Linked DNA regions of Zea mays: regions 2 and 3 are each linked to region 1. A link is a contact called in public Hi-C data. All regions are on one chromosome and are shown on one strand. The core of a region is the stretch at or near the end of the contact, and the rest is flanking DNA. Distances in the headings are between cores, read along the strand shown.

Evidence for each region. A called contact is a pair of places that touch in the nucleus more often than the background predicts.
Region 2: a contact with region 1 is called in a Hi-C map of bundle sheath, with 4 times the contacts expected there. The contact joins the promoter of LOC103653187 here to the promoter of LOC103653190 in region 1. A contact is called at or near these places in 6 of 25 Hi-C or Micro-C datasets (bundle sheath, leaf and seedling).
Region 3: a contact with region 1 is called in a Hi-C map of ear, with 2.7 times the contacts expected there. The contact joins the promoter of LOC109946017 here to the promoter of LOC103653190 in region 1. A contact is called at or near these places in 8 of 25 Hi-C or Micro-C datasets (bundle sheath, ear, endosperm and 1 more) and 1 of 3 datasets of contacts at active chromatin or transcription factors (seedling).

Annotation. Positions count from the first base shown.
Region 1 is chr4:44,962,695-44,967,798 of Zm-B73-REFERENCE-NAM-5.0, reverse strand. LOC103653190 (cytochrome b561 and DOMON domain-containing protein At5g47530) reads left to right here and starts at 2,144. Exons shown (of 3, transcript XM_008680150.4): 1 at 2,144-2,928; 2 at 3,775-4,029; 3 at 4,145-4,719. The coding sequence starts at 2,281. The coding sequence ends at 4,435.
Region 2 is chr4:44,724,077-44,729,180 of Zm-B73-REFERENCE-NAM-5.0, reverse strand. It overlaps LOC103653187, which reads left to right and starts at 3,071. Exons shown (of 3, transcript XM_020551826.1): 1 at 3,071-3,631; 2 at 3,733-4,002; 3 at 4,115-4,484. The coding sequence starts at 3,257. The coding sequence ends at 4,192. It overlaps LOC103653188 (a long non-coding RNA gene), which reads left to right and starts at 494. Exons shown (of 2, transcript XR_565299.4): 1 at 494-1,059; 2 at 1,423-1,760.
Region 3 is chr4:45,162,186-45,167,289 of Zm-B73-REFERENCE-NAM-5.0, reverse strand. LOC109946017 (60S ribosomal protein L32-1) reads right to left here and starts at 1,977. Exons shown (of 4, transcript NM_001364995.1): 1 at 1,850-1,977; 2 at 1,630-1,721; 3 at 191-372; 4 at 1-64. The coding sequence starts at 1,719.

The DNA of each region.
Region 1 (5,104 bases), core at 895-3,394:
GAAAAGTACTATAAATCGAAATCAAATATATCCATTTGACATCCATATTAAAATCGAATACGGATACGGATATCCATATTAGCAGTTTTAGCAAATACGAATACGGATAATTTGAATTTCCAGACATCTATTTCCAGCCCTAAAAACCAGGCCTGCGACGGACCGGGAGGACGAGACAGACAGACAGACAGACTCGCACGACAGACAAACACGAGGGTGACCGGAGAGTCTGTGGCTGGCGCAGCCCGCAGCCGAGTCTCTGCATGAAGATCTTCGTCTTGGCGAGGCGGACTGACCGCCGTGGCCAACCCGCTCCAGGGTCCACAGCGCTCCTCCGCACCTCCTTCAGTCCTTCTTCATCAGTTTGGCAATTCACGTGCTCAACCTCAGATTCGGCGACTGGCCAGTGCTTCGGCTACAATGCCCTTGGTGGCAGCCCAGCGCTGACCCGACCCGACGGGCAGCAGCAGTAACAGCAATGCGTAAGCACTGACCTGGCTAACGTGCGGAGTCTGGCACGAATGTTATGCAACCTTTATGTTGGTCACTCGTTTTAGTCCGAAAGGATTTCAAAAAAAAGTCAACACAAGTTATTAAGGTTCTGATTGTAAGCACCTAGTTTTTAAGAAACTGATTTATGAAATTAAGATAGTTTCAAACATACCGATTTAGGCTATCCGCATTCATACTACTCTAAATTTCTACTCTAAAAGGAATATTCTATCCCCGTCAGCAAGATTATCTACTCTATACCACAATCTTCTACAGTCATGTTTACTCTATATCTCAACTCTATACCAACACACCGTACCCATGCTGCTGCTCTCTGCCTGTAGCTCTACCTGCAGAGTTGATGCCCGTACAGCTCTACCTCCGTCCGGTTTATTTTATTGCTATAGCGTTGATGCCCGTACAGCTCTACCTGCAGAGTTCTGGATGTGTGACTGCAAAATAGCGCAGGTGATAGCGTCCGCTGTTGCACCCTTTTCTTACTGCATGTGTGACTGCATGTGTATAGCGTATCTTTTACAGCTCGCGACTGTGCCCAGCCTTATACCTCAATTTATAGGAATTCAATTCTCAGTTTCTTAAAAACTAAGAAGCTGATTTCTCCTAGCTAAAAAAAATAAAAATTAGGTTGCCTGCTAACAGAACCTAAGTTGAAAGCTTCTCCCTCCAAAATAAAAGAAAGATGGTGCATCAGAAGGACGACAGATGAAGCTTTGAAGCGTGCTTTTAGATGGGAGCCGTTGGATAGACGAACTGCTGGGAGCTTTGTATGACAAAGCCTTTGTTCTGGAGTTGCTAGTTGATGTTTGCAATAGTTTGAGATGTCCCTTGTATCGCCTCACGAGGGGAAGCTTAATAATATGTTTGTATCTGCGTTTGTGGTTCCTGTTGTGGTCTGCTTATCCTTTTTCCTGAAAGTGCTCCATCTAGATGGGCTAGGCCAATGTGCCGGTCATGATGGATCATTTGTATCACTTGATGAACTTTGGATCCTACTACCACCATTCACAAATTTATGATACCGTTGTCTTGTCTTATTCAAAAATGTAAAATTTTAAGTCAACCACAAACTACCATAAAAACAAATCATAAAAAATGACAACTCATTTTTTTTGAATAAGACAAGTTGTCAAAGTTTTTTTAAAAGTTAACGATGCCATATATTTATGAATGGAGGGAGTATTTTATAATAAAATAGAGGGCTTTGTCTCTTTGTAAAAAAAAGCATTCGTGCTCATATAGTCATTTCGAATGTGACTAATCAGTTTTTGTGCGTATGAAGTATTCGTACGGTTTCTATATTCACAATATTTATAATATTTATTCTATATTGAAAATAAACAGTTGTGCCCCGCGCTCATTTTTGCAGACTGGGAGAGTGGAGCACAAATAAATATAAGTAATACATACTGACATTTTTTTGACTTCACTTTTCCCCTCTCAGTAACTGAAAGATCGTCAGCATCATTAACTTACGCACGGAAGATTTGTGTTGTGTAGCACAAAATACTTCTCCGTTCCATGAATGGATTCATGTAAACGGGCGCGGTGACCAATCGCAGGCATCCACCTGTCCACCGTCCTCTCCGGCCTCGTGTCCTCCTCCTTATTAACCGCGCCCACTGCCCACTGCAGAATCTGAGCTCCAACTACGGACCCAAAAATCCGCAACCCTTCTCTTTTTCCTGAGTTTCTCGTTTCCCCTCCTTGGGCTCGGAGGCTACAGTTCCTGCCCCACCCGCAAGACTGCCCCCGCGCGCGGCCGCGGCCATGTCCTTCCCGCGGCTCCTCCTGGCCGTCCTCGCCGCCACGGTGGCGGCGGCGTACGCGCCCGCGCGCGCGGCGGGCGCCGGCGCCGGTGCCTGCGCGGCGGAGAAATTGTCCAGCAACCGCGTGTTCCAGACGTGCGCCGACCTGCCCCGCCTCGGCGCGTCGCTGCACTGGTCCTACGACGCCGCGGCGTCGTCCCTGTCGGTGGCGTTCCTGGCGGCCCCGCCGTCCGCCGGCGGGTGGGTCGCCTGGGGCCTGAACCCCAAGGGCCAGAGCATGGACGGCACGCAGGCGCTGGTGGCCGTCCCCAGCGGCGGCGGCGGCGGCGGCGGCGCGTACGAGGTGCAGACCTACAGCATCTCCGGCACCTCGCTCGGCTCCCCGGGGGCCCCCCTCGCCTACCCGACGTCCGACCTCGCCGCCGAGCTCGGCGGCGACGGCCGCGTCCGGATCTTCGGCACGCTCAAGCTCCCGAACGGCACGGGCGGCGCCGAGGTCAACCAGGTGTGGCAGGTGGGGCCCTACTCCGGCGGGATCCAGATACACGAAATGAAAGGCGACAACATGAACGCCAAGGGCACGCTGAACCTCCTCACCGGCGCCACCGCCGCCGCCAGCGGTGGGGGCAGTATCCTCAGGAAGAAAAATGTGAGTCGCTCCGGCTCCGTTCCCCCCCTTTTGTCTGTTCGTGCTAAACCATCCGTTCGTTTCTTTGCTTATCACGCCCCGGTGCAAAATTTTAGAGACAATTTGATCCCATTCACAGCACAGCTCTACTAGTGTTCGATCCCTGACCCAATTTTCACCTTTTTTTAATAATAAAAAAAGAATAACCTTTTTAGCAAAGGAGCTCTTCTGTATCCACATGAAGCGTTACTGTATTCACATGAGGCACCTTCACATGAAGCGTTACTGCAACTGAAAAAAAAGAGATAATTCCTTTATCTGAAAAAAAACAAGCCACACAAATTTAAGTTTGTCGCATGTCGATGTAGGGACCGATTTAAAATTTCCAGGATTGGAAAATGCGTGAAGTCATGTTGTTCTACGATAGTCCCCGACTGAAATCAAAACCGTATTAGGGGGTGTTTGGTTACCCCAAACTAAAATTTAGCCCCCGTCACATCGAATGTTTGAACCTCCGTTTCGGGTATTAAATGTAGTCGGATTATAAAACTAATTTCTCAGCCGAAGATTAAAAGACGAGACGAATCTAGTCCAGTTGGTTGGGTCTATATTTCATACTCTTATTTGAAAGTCAAACGCTTGATGTGACCCGGGCTAAACTTTAGCAGGGGCAACCAAACACCCCCTTAGTCCTAGTCCGTACGGCAGGCAGCGTTTGCTGACCGTGTGACAGACTGACAGTACATCAGGCTCCTGTCTTCCTCACCCGTACGTACGTACACTACGGATTTCGACGCACTGCTATTACTATACTGTCCAGTAGTAGATCGAACTGATTAACTGAAACCGTTCTGATCCGGCACGCAGACGCACGGGATCCTGAACGCCGTGAGCTGGGGCCTCCTGCTGCCCATGGGCGCCACCTTCGCTCGGTACCTCAAGACGTTCAGGTCCGCCGACCCGGCCTGGTTCTACCTCCACGTGGCGTGCCAGCTGGCCGGGTACGGCGTCGGGGTGTCCGGCTGGGCCACCGGCATCCACCTCGGGAACCTGTCCAAGGGGATCACCTACTCGCTCCACCGGAACATCGGGATCACGGTCTTCGCCCTCGGCACTCTGCAGGTAACTGACTCCACACTTCACAGCGCAGCGCAGGCGCAGCACACACCCATGACCCATCCTTCCTTCTCATGGCTTTGGCTTTGCTCTGCTCTGCTTTGCTTTTGGCTGCTAGTAGGTCTTTGCGCTGTTCTTGAGGCCGAAGAAGGAGCACAAGTACCGGGTGTACTGGAACGCGTACCACCACTCGGTGGGGTACACGGTGATCGTGCTGGGCGTCGTCAACGTCTTCAAGGGCATGGCCATCCTGGACGTGGAGCGGAGGTGGAGGACGGGCTACGTCGCCGCCGTCTCCGTGCTGGCCGCCGTCGCCGTGGCGCTGGAGGCCGTCACGTGGGGCGTCGTGCTGCGGCGCCGGAAGCAGGAGGAAAAGACCTCCAACGCCGGCCGCTTGCCGCTGTCTATGTAATATATATATATATACCTCATCGTCGTCGTCGTCGGGGGCGTCTCACTATATATCTATCTGATCTGATCTGATCTTCAGAGTAGTAGGCCTTACGATGGGTTGGGTTAGCTAGCTAGTGTGTGTATCTTCATTGTATGGTAGGTGTCTCTGTGTGTGTGTGTATACTGCACGTTCGTATACTGGAGATGAGTGAGTGTGATACCGGCCGGCGGCATTGGTCTTTGGCTGTTGCCTTTTTGTTTCTGTTCGTTCGTGAATGCTGATCTGATCATGCACTTGCGTTCTGGGATCATGCTATTTTGGCTGCTGCTCCATCTCGCAAAGAGGAGAAAAAAAAGGCTGGTGAGGTGTGCTCGGTCAGTAGCTGTAGCTGGTTGGTTGGTGAAGCTGGGATGGGAACGGGACGGTACACGTAGTGGAAGCCCCACACAACACAACGCCAAGTGTCGACGTCGCCGCGCGACCCACCAGTCCACCTTTGCCAAGGCGTTCGGCTCATGCGTCCACGCGAATCCATCCACACATGAGAGTGATCCGAGAGGAGTATAGCGTGTGGCTCACTTGGCTTGGTTCGCTTCGACAGTGGGAACTGGAGAAAAAAAAAAGCTTGTGGCGCTGGATGTAGAGCGCCACTTTTTTCCTCTGGTGGTGGAAAGAGGAGGCGGCGCA
Region 2 (5,104 bases), core at 1,822-4,321, 240 kb after region 1:
TGGCTAGAGTACCCAAAATAGACCTTAATTAGGCTAACAAAGCGATTAGCAATTATGCCTAGCTGATTAATCATATCTTATCGACCGTGTGAGATTAAATCATTACAATATCAAATTTGACAACTAAACTGGATCAATTAATGAATCCGGCCAAACAAATTACCTACTCAAACAAAAAAGCGTCAACTTTGGTTACCAAACAGATCTTTTTACCGGTCGAAAGCTGAGCGACATGTTTTTTGTCTTTTTATTTGAATTGCTAACAGGGCCTGTCTCTTTTAATATCTTTCACTAGTCTCTGAAAACCTTTAAACCTTGTTTTGATACTCTTGGATTATAATGGATTATTGGAAGAATTAGAGGGTGTTTAAATCTCTAAGGGCTGGTTTGGCAGACCAAAACCCAACCAGTTTTCCAGCCTTTTCTCCGGGAAGAAAGCCCACACGAAGATTGTCCATGGGTTGTTCATCTGTGTCATTTGGCAGCCCACAATCGGACTGAGATTCGTCCAAAAAAGACTATTTTCGGGAAACAACCCTGGCCTTGGGAGGCCAGGCGATTCTCCCGGTCGTCCTCATCCCATCTCCATCGAACTCCATCCCCACGCACGCCTCCTTGGACACCATCCCCGCGAGGTCCATCCCCACACACGTCTCCTCCACCGCCATCTCCGCGAGCACCTCCGCCTCCTTCCCGCATGCTCCTTTTGATCTCGACAAGGTTTGCGCGGGGTAGGCAAAACCGCCTAGCACCAGTCGAGCCCTCCCCCCTCCTCCTGCGAGTCGCGGCAACCCACGAGCGTGTCTATCCATCGACTTTCTGTCAGAAAAGGCCACTCGCGGTTTGTCGTGCACGCCGCGTCCAGGTTGGAATGGTTCGTTTCTTGGACTCGCGACTTCAGCCTTTGGTTACTCACTTACTCTCCTAGATATCATAGTGCCGCCTGTGGAATGGTCCGTTGCTGGTGCTACTTGCTCATGGAGTTATGGTGGTAGGCGTAGGCCACTTCGTCTGCCTCCTGGATTTCTCACTGCTGCATCGGCTCCGAAAGCAAATTAGGTGGCTAGAATAATTATGATTTATGTAATTCTTTTGTTGTTGTGTAGGTTATATTATATGGTCATTAATTGTGTCTTGTGTCATTTGAAACCAACAAATGATTCAAATATAGTATAATTAAGATGTTAGGATCATAGAGTTTGTTTCGATTACCACAATTTGGTATTACTAAGGTTTAGTGTATGCTAAGGTTGTGGCATGGCTAACAAGTGGCAAAATAGAATTATTTTTGTTCACTGTTTTTTCTGCTGAGAACATTTAAGCTACTACACTTTGAGATATTCTAGATACTATAGATGTTATTTGTTCCCTTGTACTAATCTTCCTTGTACTAATCTTAGTTGCATGTTATCTTTTTTTCAGACAACTATAGTTCTGTTATGGTGATTGTAGTACAGTTTCAGCTCTAACCTATGGAAAATTGAATGGCAGTTGCACTAATCTGTTGGTGGAATGATTTTCCCAGTAATTTCCTGGGCAAGCAGATGGCTGAGAACCATCTACCTTATGAGAAATGATGCCTTGTATGGTTCAGTATAGTTCTTGTATTGCTTGTTTGAATTAATTCCTGTATGGCAGTTGCACTAAACTGAATGGCAGTTGCACTTTGAGATATTCTTCTATTGCTGGTTTAAAACCATGGTGACTGTTCTTGTATGCATTCTGTATGAATTCTTGTTTAAAACCTGGTTGCTTCTATATGCATTCTTGTATGCCGTGTATGCATGGTGACTGTTCTTGTATGCATTCGTGTATGCAATATGTCCCAAACCGAATGGCATACAGAAAAATGTCACCAGTATGCATTCGTGTATGTACTAAACTGAATGGCAGTTGCTCCTTCCAAACGACCACTGATTAAATTGTCCTGTCAGTGGTTTTTACCCACTGAGGCCATGTTCGTTTTGTGCCAATCCATAGGGATTGAGGGGGATTAAATCCCCTACAAGTCAAAATCCTCTCCAATCCCTTCCAATCCCCCTCAATCCCTATGGTTTTAGGATCAAACGAACATGGCCTGAAAAATGAATGTATGGATAAAACCCTCCGCTGGAGTTTTTTCCTGTGCTAAAATAACCGCGGCTGCCAAACTGGTCCTAATAGATCAAAATCCTCCTCAAGCTTTGTCTGGTTATTTCGGTTCCATGTGAATTGAAGGGGGTTGAGTGTGATTGAGATGGATTTTAACTCGCTATTGATTGATTTAAACTGACTCAATGTCATCAAATTCACATAGATTGACGTCAAGGCGAACAAGCCAAATTTCATTCCAATCAATTCATATCTCCCACATTCCTAGCTAGAGTACCAAACTAGACCTTAATTAGGCTAACAAAGCGATTAGCAATTATGCCTAGCTGATTAATCATATCATATCGACCGTGAGAGCTTTAATCATTACAATACAAATTTGACAACTAAACCGAATCAATTAACGAACCCGGCCAAACAAATTACCTACTAAAACAAAAAAGAGCCAAATTTGGTTACCAAGGGACCTGTTCGCCAATCCAATGCCACACCTATTCTAGAAAACAATATCCAAGGCAAACTAATAAAGCTAGCTGTCGTAATCCAAACAGCAAGGGACAGGGGAGATGCAACAATTTAGTCAGTATGCATGGTGGAGACTACAAAACAGCAAATTCAGCATGACGTTTTCTTAATTGTTCGAGGCTACTATGATGTATGACCAAGTATAATGGTGTGGTAAACAAGGCTTTGGTTCAACCGAAAGCTCTGATGGCCTTTGGTAGTTACAGGACGAAGCGCACCGGGCCAATCGACACCTGGGTGGATTCACATTGAGGCCCTGTTCGTTTCGTTTGTGTCGGATTGCACCTGGAACCGGACGGAGCCGCTCCGTTCCCATTCCTCTCTCACAGTCACGCTCCGTTCCATTCACTCTGCAACCAAACAAAAAACAGAGCCGCTCTGTTCTAGATTACCAAACACAGAACAGAGCGGCTCTGTTCCTAGAATCAGGGATAGAATGGCTCCGTTCTACTTGGCTCCTCAACCAAACACTACCTTAGCGTCTTCGAATTCTCCGAGGCACCGCGAAACATTATCCAGTGCAGAGCGTACATATTCCGCTGCGTCTAGCGAGGTAGCAGACATCGACGACGACGACAGGACAGGCTATACTTTTACCACATCTGCTGGGTTCTTGATCGAGCTACGGCGGCCTATACGGATGAACAAGAAGAAGCGGCGGCGGCGGCGGCAGCAGCAGGGTGGGAGGCCTGTGCTGGTGACGTTCTACGTGACACAGCCAAGGGACCGCGGCGGCTCCACGGCGTCGTCGTCGTCGCATCACCACCACCACAACAGGCAGGAGCGTCACGATGACCACCACCGTCGCTCGCATGGCGGTAGTGGTGGTCGTCCTGGCATGCAGCGGCGGCGACGGAACGACGGCAAAGCCCAGAGCGGTGACCGGCGGGCGGACCTGCTCGAGTACTCGCGGCAGCTGAGGGCGTTGGCGCGGCAGACGGCGTCGGCGACCACGCCTGTAAGCTCCATACCACCGCCGCCGCCGCCGCGTTGTCGGGACACGGACACAATCATGGTGCGTTACTGGTCGGTTCCGAGAACACTTCGATTGCCGGTCGTATACACACGTACTCATGTTCCCACGAGGTAGCAAAATAAAGCCTCGCTTTTTTTCAGGCCGCTGTTGGTGTTCATAGCGAAGAGCAGCAGGGAGCTCCAGCTGTGAATCATCGGCTGGGGCGCGCGATGAGCCAGCAGCAGCAGGTCCGCCCGCGTTGCTTCGGTGGTGACGGCTGGAGCTGGAAGAAGGTGCTCGTGCTCGTCCTCCCTTCCCACAGCGAGAGCAGGCGTCCAAGAAGGAGCAACCGTGATGACAGCGAAAAGAACGTCAAGATCAATCAGACGGGCCGGGCGGCTGCGTCGTCGTTGCTGGTCGGCAAGCTGACGGTGGGTACAAGGCGCAATAATATATAATCTCCGCACAAGACAAATAATAGTGTTATATATATTCTTCATTGTTGCATATATACTGTGTATATTGCTGATCTGATCATCACAGCAGGTTTGCAAGGGCAGACGAGACCGTAGCGGGTTACTGAAGCCGCTCATGTCCTTGTTTCAGAAGCGGCCACGATAGATTGTCGAAGAGGTGTACTGTGGCGAGCGCGGCGAGCGAGCCTTCTAGACACCATGGATTCTTGAGCACAAACATGATATCAACATGAGAATTAATAAGGTTCCAGGGGCGTCCCGTCGTTTTAGGAGACCCTGTGCAAAACATAAAAAAAATATGGAGTAACTTTAATTTGTGTATATATGTACACATGATATAATGAAAATTAAATATTGTATCGATTATGTAATCTTTATTTAGAACGCATTATTTTTTTGGTGTTCTTTAAAATAAAATCGTCGATGATATTTTTATACTGAATCTTCCCCAGCATTTTACTGTCAATTACTACTATATCTAATGCATTAAGTTTTTTGTCATTATATAAAACGCAAATAGAACTTCGATATCTTCAATTTAGAAAATTTTCGCTTATCAGATGCAACTGTAACAGGAATATTAAAAAAACTCTATATGTGTTGAATAATTAGACAAATTCCAAATTAAATTCCGAATATAAATCATGACCAAATCAGAAGAACTGAAATAAAAGTCAAATCAGATGATGCGTACTGATTAGACTTACTGATAGTTGACGCGCGTCAGAATCAGCTGGGTCGACGATGTCGAAGATCACGAGCAGTCGCGTGAAGACGCTTCCCAAAAACCTTATTCGCCCTCTCCCGGTGCAGGATCTAGAAGACGAAGGGTTCCGGAGACCTGCTCTCCTGATCGCAGATGCACCTCTGCGGTCGGGACGAAGGGAACTAAAAGGCGGCTCAGCTATGAAGAGAGGCGAAAGCAAACTGGGATCTGGGATGATTTGGAGGCATCAAACGGCAAAAGGTAGCCACGCCCCCGCAAGGCGAGGGGCCGGATTTCGGCGGACCATTCACGCGCATGTCGTGCGCCCGCGCCCTTCGCCCGGCCCGGCCC
Region 3 (5,104 bases), core at 728-3,227, 200 kb before region 1:
ACGCTCCACGATCTCCTTGCGCTTCTTAGTGGACACGTTGTGAGCAATTTCAGCGCAGTAGGTCCTGCATGTGCAAGGGAAGGAAGTTTAAGTCAGTAAAACGAACTGTCCTGATTACAAACACACAAACAGATCACAACCAGCAGACATTGTTAATGACAAAAGACAGAATTGCAATGAGAATCAATACCTGTTGTGCATCATGAGCAACTCCAGCTCAGAAACGTTGTGGACCACAAACTTCTTGAACTTGTTGGGGAGGTAGTGCCTGGTCGACTTGTCAGAACCATAACCAATGTTGGGCATCAAGGTGCATCCCTTGAACTTCCTCCTGACACGGGAGTCAATACCCTTTGGCCTGCGCCAGCTTGGCTGTACAAAGAATCAACAAGTCAGAACTTAGAATTACTCTATGGAGGGAAATAAATACAAAGAAATGGTATAAGAAAAACAAGCTCAATAGATGTCTGCAAGTAATTGGCATACATAGAAATAAACAAATTGAAAAATGAGGGAATTCTAGATACCACAACTAATCCAATCCACAATGTTCTACCAAAATCTATCAGTGTTTCCTCTATTTGGCTAACCATGCATAAGAAGCAATATGCAAAGGGTTCTATCAACAAGAACCTCGTGTTAGTATAAGAGTATGATAATATGCAAACCCAACTTCAAAATTGAGCCCAGCCATGGAAACAATCGAACTTATGATCAAAGGAAGTATTCAAAGTTCCATGTCATACAGCTACATAACTAGAAGCTAAGCAGACAGAACAAAATGCTATCCAAGATAACAGTTTATAAAAATATTAAAGCTGTGATCTGATACAAGATAAGAGTACTAATAATGTATTAAGCAAAAAAAGATCGTTTTTGTATAAATGGACTGCTCTGAAAACAATAAACTATAGGAACCAGCATTAACTGTCTGGTGCAATCAAAAACTTCAAATGATATCTCTTCCATAAATGTGCTGTCGCAAAATTTCAATTTATGCAACCATGGTTAACTGTACAGTATATGAGCCAGAATAACCAGAAGGAACCAAAATTATGTCAAAAGGGGGGCATTTCATCATGTACACCAGAAAAACCCTATGATTGTTATGTTTCTCTACATAAAAATAGAAACATGCGAAAAATTCCATGACATCAAGCGAGAAAATTCCATTGGGCAAGGGATAAGCAATGTAATTATCTATGCTGCTATATATATGTCCGTGGGAGTTCAAATACACTTATTCAACCCAAACAGAGGCAGTTCAATACTTCAGTTTGAAGCACTTGCAGTCTAGGTAACGCAAATCTGCTGTCACCAAGCATCGGCATGCCATTCAAGAAAACTATATATGGGCTAGTTACAAAATAAGCCGGTTGGATCTAACCATCTAGGTACGATTAAACCAGCGCTCGTAGCTAATTACAGTTACAAACATTAACGATGCGGATCTAGGCAAGATTAAACCAGGCACGTAATCATACTGTATCAATACATCATGTGTTAAGCCAGTGCCAAGGCAACATAAGAATATCGCTGCTCTACAAACCATCGACTTCTATCAAGTACACAGATCCACCTCCGAAGAACAGTCCATTCCAGAGATGACAAGAGGGTGGAGATTCAAACCTTAAGGCACTTGTAGCGGTCGAGGTGGGGCCTCTTGAACTGCTTGACCCGCTTCTTCACGATCTTCTTCGTCAGCAGCGGCACCGCCATCTCTGCTCCGTCACCCACCGACCACCGACAAACAACAGCAAACACGCAAACATGAGGCGATGAGCAAACATCGAGCAAAGGAACAAGGAAACCAGCGGGATACTTTCGCCGACGAGGAGGAGGCAGGCACCTTCTGATCGGTGCGCACCTAGAGAAGTGAAGCGAGCGGGGGCGCGAGGCGGCGGGGAATGGGGTTCCGGAGTGAGGAAGGGGCTCTTATACGGGCTAAAAACCCTAGCGAAGACAGACTGGTCGAATGGGCGGCTGGGATGTGTTCATATGTGTTGTGCAGCCGGACGGTTGGATCGGGGTGGATGGGCTCGTATGCTATTGGGCCTCGCTTCGCTGAAAATGTCAGCTATTCGGAGAATAACACGGCAAGTTGAGTCCCTGTGCTGGGTCAGATTTAAGTGGGCCTTTTCATGTAATTAAGCCAGTTCCCACTGTCGATTACTTAGGAAAGGAGTATCCATAGTAAGGCATGCAATCTCTCTCTGACCCATTTGCCGAGCAAGTCTCCAAGTCAGGCTGAATGATCAAGTCCCCGCCGAGTAAGTCTGTGAGGCGGGGCGAACGACTAAGTCCCCGTCGAGTAAGCCTACAAGTTGACATGTTCAAACGTCAGGTCGGGTCGGGTCGTGGGCCATTTATCACGGCCCGTACCGCGACCCGTGCCTAGTGTCGGGTCGTGTTAGCCCGTGCCTCCATGTTTGACGTGTCGGGTCGGGTTTTTTCGGGTTGGGACGGTTTTTGGGTCCCCGTACCCGGCCCGTGAATTATAACGGGTAAAAAATTATGGCTTGTACCCGCCCATTGCATTGGTCGGGTCGGATCAGGCCGGGTTTTTTGGGGCGGGATCGGGTCGGGTTGGTCGGGTCCGGTGGCCCATGATCAGGTCTACCTACGAGCCAGGGCAAGCAAACCGAGCAAGTGTGCGAGGCGGGGCGAACGGCCAAGTCCCCGTCGAGCAAGCCCGTGAGGCGGGACGAACGACCAAGTCCTCACTGAGCAAACCTACGAGACGGGATGAACGACCAAACCCCCGCCGAACAAGTCTGTGAGCCGGGGCGAATGACCAAGTCCCTGCCAAGCGGACCCGCAAGGAAGGAACCCGGGACGACGCTTTTGGCCCATGATGGCCGAGACAAGATGCAATATCATCAAACAACGTCTAGATCGTACATACAGTACCAAACGGTCTCTGACAGACATGATGGAACACCCCCGCGTGCGCCCACGATATACCCTCACTAACTTGCGGGGTCAGTCAACTCTAGTCATGGAAACATCACCATTGAAGTCTCTACAATACGGAAAAGAACGAGACAATACCACATATCGGGTGTATACCTACGCGTGCTGGATAGTGACGCAAGGGGTATGACAGAAGATTAAGTTGTACTGGACACAACCCTAAACCTTGTCGTAAGCCCACTTTGCAGGACCCGTCGGGTACCGCAACGTTGATACCGAGCAAGCTACAGTGACCCGTATGGAGGGAGGACAGGACATAACGCACACCCACACAGGCGATGCCGGGAGGGCTAGAGCAGCCTAGGGGCAACAAGCCGAAGACCCCCGAGTAGAATACAAGTCCCAACTATGAAGTCCACCCTTGAGCTATAAAAGGGCGGGACAATCTTCCTTCTAGACACAAACACACTTGTTGTAACACACTTATGAGCAATACAACAATCAGCACTACACTGGACTAGGGCCTCGGCCTAAACCAGTATAACCCCTGTGTCCCAGCTTGGATCCTCGTGATCCACCATTTAAAGTGAGTCCGCGCTTGCATCCCCCACCGAACACAAATCTATTGTCCTCCTAATTTCCGAAACCACGACGATTAGCGCACCAGGTAGGAGATCGCAAGCGTGCTAAAGTGACTTTTTCACTTTGATGGCCAGCTATTCGACATTCGCCAAGGGCGAGGATTTCGCTCTCGGGAGTCGGATCACCTTCGTCTCCCTCGACTTCCTCGGCGAGGAGACCGGCAAACTTCGCCTCGTTAGCCATAGGCCCGGGCCAGGCATTCCACCAGGACCAAGGCAGAGAAACAACGCCTTAGCTCAAACGGTGCCTCAACAAATCTGTCGTTGTCGTTAAGCAATGGGCGGAAGTAATCCCACCATTAGCCATGGTGGTCGTCCTCGGTCGCCAACCTACATCCATCCTCGACCTCCTCGAGGACGACTCAAGCAGTGCCTCGACGGAGCCTAGCTTGGACTCCGATGAGGCGTAAGAAAGGGCCTATTTCGTGGCCACGCACCATGAGCCGACAATGGAGGGGGAGACTTGAAAGCTCACAACCAAGAAGAAGAATACCAGCACCAGCGTCAAGCACGCATACTCACCCACGAGGCTGCCCTCCAACAGTAGGAGGAGGAGCTCGACTCACTCGTCAAGAGGCTCGATCGGGTTTATGACAACATTGAGAAAATACACCTCAGAGCCGAAAGGACGGGGCGAGGAAGATTTGCGATCAGGTCACTGAAAGTAGCGATGGTGCGCAGTACTTCCTCAACCCCGGTCAAAACATGGTTGCAGTGGCCATGATTCTCCGATTGATCCCCAAACTGGATGAGCCCGAGGCGAAGGCGATGTACTAGAACCTATGCAACTTGTTGTAGAGGGTTGTGGTATAACAAGTTGAGGTTGATCGGTGGCAACACACCGGCATGGAGAGCCGTGACACACACACGGCCTCGTCCTGAAGCAAGGGGGCACAGACCTCCCAATCTACTCCGACGTGCGTCCATATAAAGCACCGCATTGGTGGCATTCACGACGCCCGACACATCCTCGACAACAGGCGTCGGGAACAAGAAGAAGACGAGCTACTGTGAGAAAAGAAGGCACACGCATAGCCCCATCCCACCTAGGCCGGGATCGCGTGCCTTTGGGCACGAGATCAGAAAGGCGTAGTTCCCCACAAAGGTACGTGTGCCAGCCAACATTTTCAAATACGATGGTTCCATGAACCCTGACATGTGGCTAGAGGACTACCGCCTCACGTGTCGCATGGTGGGGATCAAGGATGACCACCTGGTCATCTAGTTCCTCCATGTCCACCTTGCGGAAGGAGCGAGGGCCTGGCTTGAGCATCTACCGGCCAGCACCATACATGACTGGGCCAACCTCCAAAGGGCCTTCGACGGAAACTTTCAAGGCACCTACAAGTGCCCTAGAAGCTCCTGGGCCCTCAAGAGGTGTACCCAAAAGAGCGGTGAGAGCCTCTAGGACTATATCCGGAGGTTCTCACAGAAAAGGAACGAACTCCCAGACGCCACCGACGCTGATGTGGTGAGTGCCTTCACCTATAGCACCACCAACGAGGCCCTAGTCCATGAGCTCGAACGAGGGCGACTAAAGACGGACACCG